Regions from separate parts of the Gasterosteus aculeatus genome. Here region 2 is linked to region 1. A link is a contact called in public Hi-C data. All regions are on one chromosome and are shown on one strand. The core of a region is the stretch at or near the end of the contact, and the rest is flanking DNA. Distances in the headings are between cores, read along the strand shown. Region 1 overlaps LOC120824260 (adhesion G protein-coupled receptor D2). Region 2 overlaps LOC120824260 (adhesion G protein-coupled receptor D2).

What was found. Hi-C and Micro-C count contacts between places; a contact is called where the count stands out from the background.
Region 2: a contact with region 1 is called in a Hi-C map of skeletal muscle, with 2.5 times the contacts expected there. The contact joins two enhancer-like sites. A contact is called at or near these places in 3 of 6 Hi-C or Micro-C datasets (skeletal muscle and whole body).

What each region holds. Positions count from the first base shown.
Region 1 is chr8:13,497,281-13,499,980 of fGasAcu3.hap1.1, reverse strand. The region is part of intron 19 of LOC120824260 (adhesion G protein-coupled receptor D2); the gene reads right to left. Among protein-coding and RNA genes, the nearest start is that of LOC120824260, 16 kb to the right of the region's middle. Within about 2 kb of position 1,345, at least 1 of the 9 cell types and tissues checked has open chromatin away from gene starts, as enhancers often do.
Region 2 is chr8:13,536,510-13,539,209 of fGasAcu3.hap1.1, reverse strand. The region is part of intron 23 of LOC120824260 (adhesion G protein-coupled receptor D2); the gene reads right to left. Among protein-coding and RNA genes, the nearest start is that of LOC120824260, 56 kb to the right of the region's middle. Within about 2 kb of position 1,264, at least 2 of the 9 cell types and tissues checked have open chromatin away from gene starts, as enhancers often do.

The sequences.
Region 1 (2,700 bases), core at 96-2,595:
TTCCTTCACCTCTCTACTTGGATTTCTCCCTCGCCTCCTCTTCCCTTCCCCCCCCCCCCACCAACCTCCTGCCGCAGCTCAAAGTTATTGATAGTTTAAAGTTATGGACTAATAATAAGATGGACACTGCATGGCCAAGAGCCTATTATACCCCAGGTAATGGATAGTGAGGGGGTTTTGAATGACATTGCCCAGAGATTGGATGACAAAGGGTGGAGCGATTTATGGCCGACGCAAAGAGCCCCCCCACCCCCCCCCGCCGCCGTCCATCTTCCCTCGCACACGCAGCCGCCCCGTGCTATTTATCTCTAGCTTGATAAAGAAGCAGATGAGGCATGCCGATATTTATGGTGAAGATCTTCATAAAAACTATCGGCTCAGTTTAAAAAGTTAGACTCGACCCGGAGGGACAGCAAATCAACTCAAAACTCTCTGTGCACCTTTTTCATGTTGTCTAAGGCAAACTACACACATTATTTGGCCTCTTTCTGATAAAAAGTCTCTTTTGGTTTGTTAATCTTACCGCAGTACACGCGGGAATATCATGAAAATAATACCCAATCTCTAGTTAACTACAGATGCAAATGAAGTGAAGAAACAAAGCAAGCCTGGTGTCTTCTTGTTTTGTCAATTCCAAACATTTAACAACTTTAAAAACTCCTGTGATGGAGTGGTGATGAGGTTTAAGAGATACAAGTACTTCCTAGATGTTACGGCACAGAGACTGAGCATCATGTGCCGTTTGTTAATGGAAAACCAGGAACAATCAAAAGCCCTGGTTGCAGAGGTCAGCGCAGCAGAGACGTCTACCGTGTATTGGCTCAAAGCGGCCTGCTCGGGTCTCTATTTAGAGAAGCAACAACAAAAGCAGAGGCACTTCAGACGCTGCTGTCGGGACGGAGGGCGAAGGGGAGAGGGACGGGCATGAGGGAGTGCAATGGAAAAGGCTTGTCAACATTATCTGCTTTATTGATTTAACAGTAAAGACTTGCCGCTTAAGCTTTATGTTGCTGCGGCTGGCCCCCTGGAAAATACAACAGCTTGCAAATAAAAAAAAAAACAATTTCCTAAAAAACTTGAGCATTTTTATTTTCATCTCCTGCCTAACAGCTCAGGTTTTGGCAAGCATTATAGTTACCGGTTCACACATTTCATCATGTTCATGAGTAGCCACGAAGAGTGGACCATGTGCAACTCTGCTCACTGTCTAAAAGAGATCGATAGCATTAAAAGAGGGAAACACCGTCGTCTACAGGGCCAACGGATGGGAATAGTAATGAGAAGTCTAATGCTGACAATGCTAGCAGGTTGATGTTGAGTTGCTACAATGTTTTTCACATTCATTAAATGCGTTACCATGCCAACACGGCTAAGTAATGGGACCAGATGGCCGCACTAAATGGAAGGTTACAGCATCAAGATGTGTACAATTCATCCTAGGGGAACCATGAATGTCGGTGTTAAATATCAGAGCAATCCGTCTCATGGTTGTGGATTCGTTTAAAAATAATGTCAACGTCATCGATTCATTAATTCAGTGCAAACCTGTGGGAGAATTAATCTCAGACCAAGAACAGCAGGTTTTCTCAAATTACGAGGCAAGAACGGGCAAAAGGCACCACTAGCTTTTTTACATGGAAGTAAGCGGGGCCCCTGGAACTTTGAGGCCCTGGGCCTGTGCTGCAGGCCTCACCAGTAATCCATTGATTTTCTGGGTCAAAGTCTTTGATCAATGCAAAAGATTGAAAGATGCGCAAAATAACCTTGATTATGATTATTCCTCTTGGCAAGGTGCCGTAACGTAGGAATTTGCATTTTACATTACGATTCAATTTGAAAAAGGAATTTGTGTAGCTGTAACTAGAAGCCCTTCTATCAGCATTGATGCTGAACAGGGCGAACGAAAAGCAGACAATGTCATCAAAAGGGGAATGGGAGGAGGGGGGGTGGGGGGTTCTCCCAATCAAAGGACTTTTTCATTTCAATTTTTGATTTTTCCCTGTGCTGATGTGAGGGTTTCGACACAGACGTTGTTGCATGTGCACAGACTGTAAAGCCCTCTGAGGCAAATTTGTAAATTGCAATTTTGGGCTGTACAAAATAAGAATAATTGAATGTCGCTTTCCTGCCCATTTTAATGAATGAACAGAAACAACGCCAGAGCAAAGAGCACATAACCTAAAATTGTATAGAAATTCCCCCGAGAAGACACTACACCCCATGCGGACAGGAGAGCAGTGGGGTCAACAGAATGTGTCCCCGGAGCAGCGTGGGGCCTTTGTGTTCTGACCTGTTGAGGCGTAAAGAAACATTTACGTGGCCCTTTAGACCAAAGCAGCTGCTCGGGCCTCCTACAGCTACCCGAAAGCCCCGTCAACACACTCAAGAAACACACCAGAGGATCTGTGGTTTCTTTGTTGTGGAATCTATCTGAATTTGATTGTGTCCTGCGCAGCATGCATGACCAAAGGATCAAATAAGCAAAGTGTAATTACATGCAAAAGAGGACGCACAAGGCAAGATGAGCTCGAACTTTTTGAAGGCTCACAGACGGACGGACTAGCAGACAGGTAACAGACCAAGACAGGTAATAAAATAGGCGTACAGGTGGACAGCTGAGCAAACTGAGAGCGACAAACAAATATAACAGGATAGAAATCCATACGTGTTGACATGTGAAGTCGAATAATAAGTATTACT
Region 2 (2,700 bases), core at 15-2,514, 39 kb before region 1:
AACCAAGAGTGCGTAACGTTTGCCCTTCGAGAGACACAGAGGTAAGAGGAGGGGAGAGAAACCATGGTATAGGACGGCAAAACGAGCTGATGGTTTAAAAAAAAAAAAAAGCTACAGATTACATTCTGCACACTGGAGAAAATGACCACACATGGGCTCACTTTGCGCACTTGGACACTGGGCGGGATCGGAGAGGAGATGTTTTGAAGGGTGTGCGCATTTGAGGCGGTGATTCCCTTCTTTAATCACAGAGCTCCTTGTGTCACGTTGCTCATCGCAGCCACACATGTACCTGTAGGCTATTATGAATAAAAATATGAAGCTGCAGCCAGCCAGCCTTGTTTAAAAAAAGATGATATTCAGGCGAAAGACTGGCAGGAACAGACGGTCAGAAGGGGGTAATAAGCGAAGTGAGAAGTTTTAAGTGATCCACAATTTCTTGCAAACATGCCTGTTGATGTGCAGAAGAATCTGTGCAGAATAATAAATCAAATCGACGGTTTGATGTGCACTGGGACTCTCATTTATTTTATAACCGTCCAATGCTGGTTTTACAGAATGTAAGCAGCCGATCTGCCATGCGTCATTTTTCCAGATTTTTCTTGATGCAACATTATGCCAGATAGAGACTACTCTTATTTTTAGCAAACAATTTAAATAAAATATTTATAGCATGCGTGTCCCATTCAAAAAGAATAATTTTGACAATGACAGATCTCATACATCCCTTTACAATACTGTGGATAACTGATATTCGCTAATAATGTATACAACTTTAATACAAGTTGGAATAAGAGGAAGTTAATTTTGTCCTCACTAACATGATGGAAATGCTGGAAACATGTCGAGAACCGTGTTTTATTGTTTGTCCAGAAACCTCTCCAATGGGGGAATTTTAATCAACATAAGATAGAGAATAAAACATTAATATAACATTGGTTTAAAGATCTGCTAACCAGGATCATCAGTCTGGATTACTACGTGGAGCTTTTGAGAACAAATGCTCTTGGCTAAAAACCTGAACCCAGGCAACTAAATGATAAGAGATTTAATACGTTTTCAACATGACATATGATTAAAGGCATGTTTATTTGACGTGTCTTGCTGCTAGTCCCGTAGCTGACAGACATGACACCAGCAGTCCTCCTGCCAGGAAGGACTAAAGCACACAGGCCAAAACAGGAAGCCCCGACAACACCCCCCAACGCACACACACACACGCACACATTGACCCTCCCACTGAATGACTGACAGGCTGGCTGGCCAGTGGTGGCTCCGTGGAGAATGCGTATCTGCATGCGTGTCTGGGCAGGGCGGATTGAAGGTTCCAGCTGGCCTGCCGTGGGACTCCCAATCGCGTGTGAATGGTCCTCCATGGGAGCCGTGGCTAACGGGTCCAACGCTGAAACACTCAACAGGCTGGAAAGGTCAGCGGAGGTGATTCCAGCAGGGTGAACGCAGGGATATGTCCAACGCAGCAGACCACAGGAGCCTGTGCATACTTTAGGGTTTGGTCTATTAAAAAGCGTCACGTTTCAAATTTAGACTGAATAAAGTGTGAATCATTTAAAAATATTGTGTAATAATATATTATGATAACATTCAAAAGTACATCCGATTGAGTTAAAAAAGGACTTATCATGTAAAGCGGTTGGTTTACCTGCCATTACTTCCCAAGTAAAGTAAATAATGAGTCTCTACGAAGCATCCTGAGCTGAGGACAAATGTCCCACATCATTTAGTTATCCGTGACCAACTAACCAGCCACACACAAACACTCACCCTGCAATCTTTTGACTGTCTCAAACACTTTTTGGAATGAGACCACACTTCTATTCAATAACCTCTGGTGTGAACTTAATTGTGTATACTCTGGTATTGAGTTTCGGACTCATGCTGGAGTCCCGTAGCGCTCAAATAGAAACAGGCGTTGTGAACTCGACAAGAGAGCGAGAGACACGGACCACCCAACGGCTGAAAAGAAAAACAAAGCTGGGTGGAGAGCAGTCAGCTTCGATCACGTCGGCGGCAGGACAGTTGGACATTGTTGTGTTGGAGCAGTCCGCCAAGGGTGAAAGAGGCCGAGAGACAGACGGGGTAGAATGCAGAAAAGGGTCATCTGGTCTTTTAGTCTGTATTTAGCAGCAAAATCTGCTGTTTTGGTTTCGGACAACGCGTCTTCTGATTTAAATGGAGTTGTAATGATTTACTTATTGTGACATTTCTTCCTAAATGAGGCTTAAATGATTTCCGATCTGTAAAGTTATCAGGGGAGTGAACGTAAAAATGAGCGACGGTCTTGTTTTATATCTCAGACAATTATCCCATTTTCACTGAATATTTCCAGGACAGAAATTATAGATACAAACAGCTTTTTTGCTGTTGTAAATTATCTGGACATAGCTGTTTTTAAACAAGTAACACTTTAAAAAACATAAAAATTAAGCTATAGATGTCCTGTATCTTTTTCCAAAATTGTACAAAACCTTATAAACAACTAAAAGCCAATATAATTCTTTAATAAAACGTAACAAAAAGTGCTGGCTGTTACTTCAGGTAAATCCTACAATATGAAGTTTATCAGAATGACTTTATTCTGGATTTAGAGTAAAATAAAAGTGAATGGAGATTTTGAGGAGTGATGTGGTTCCAATGCTGCCCACCAGGGGGACGCGGTATACAGAGACAGATCAGGGAGGA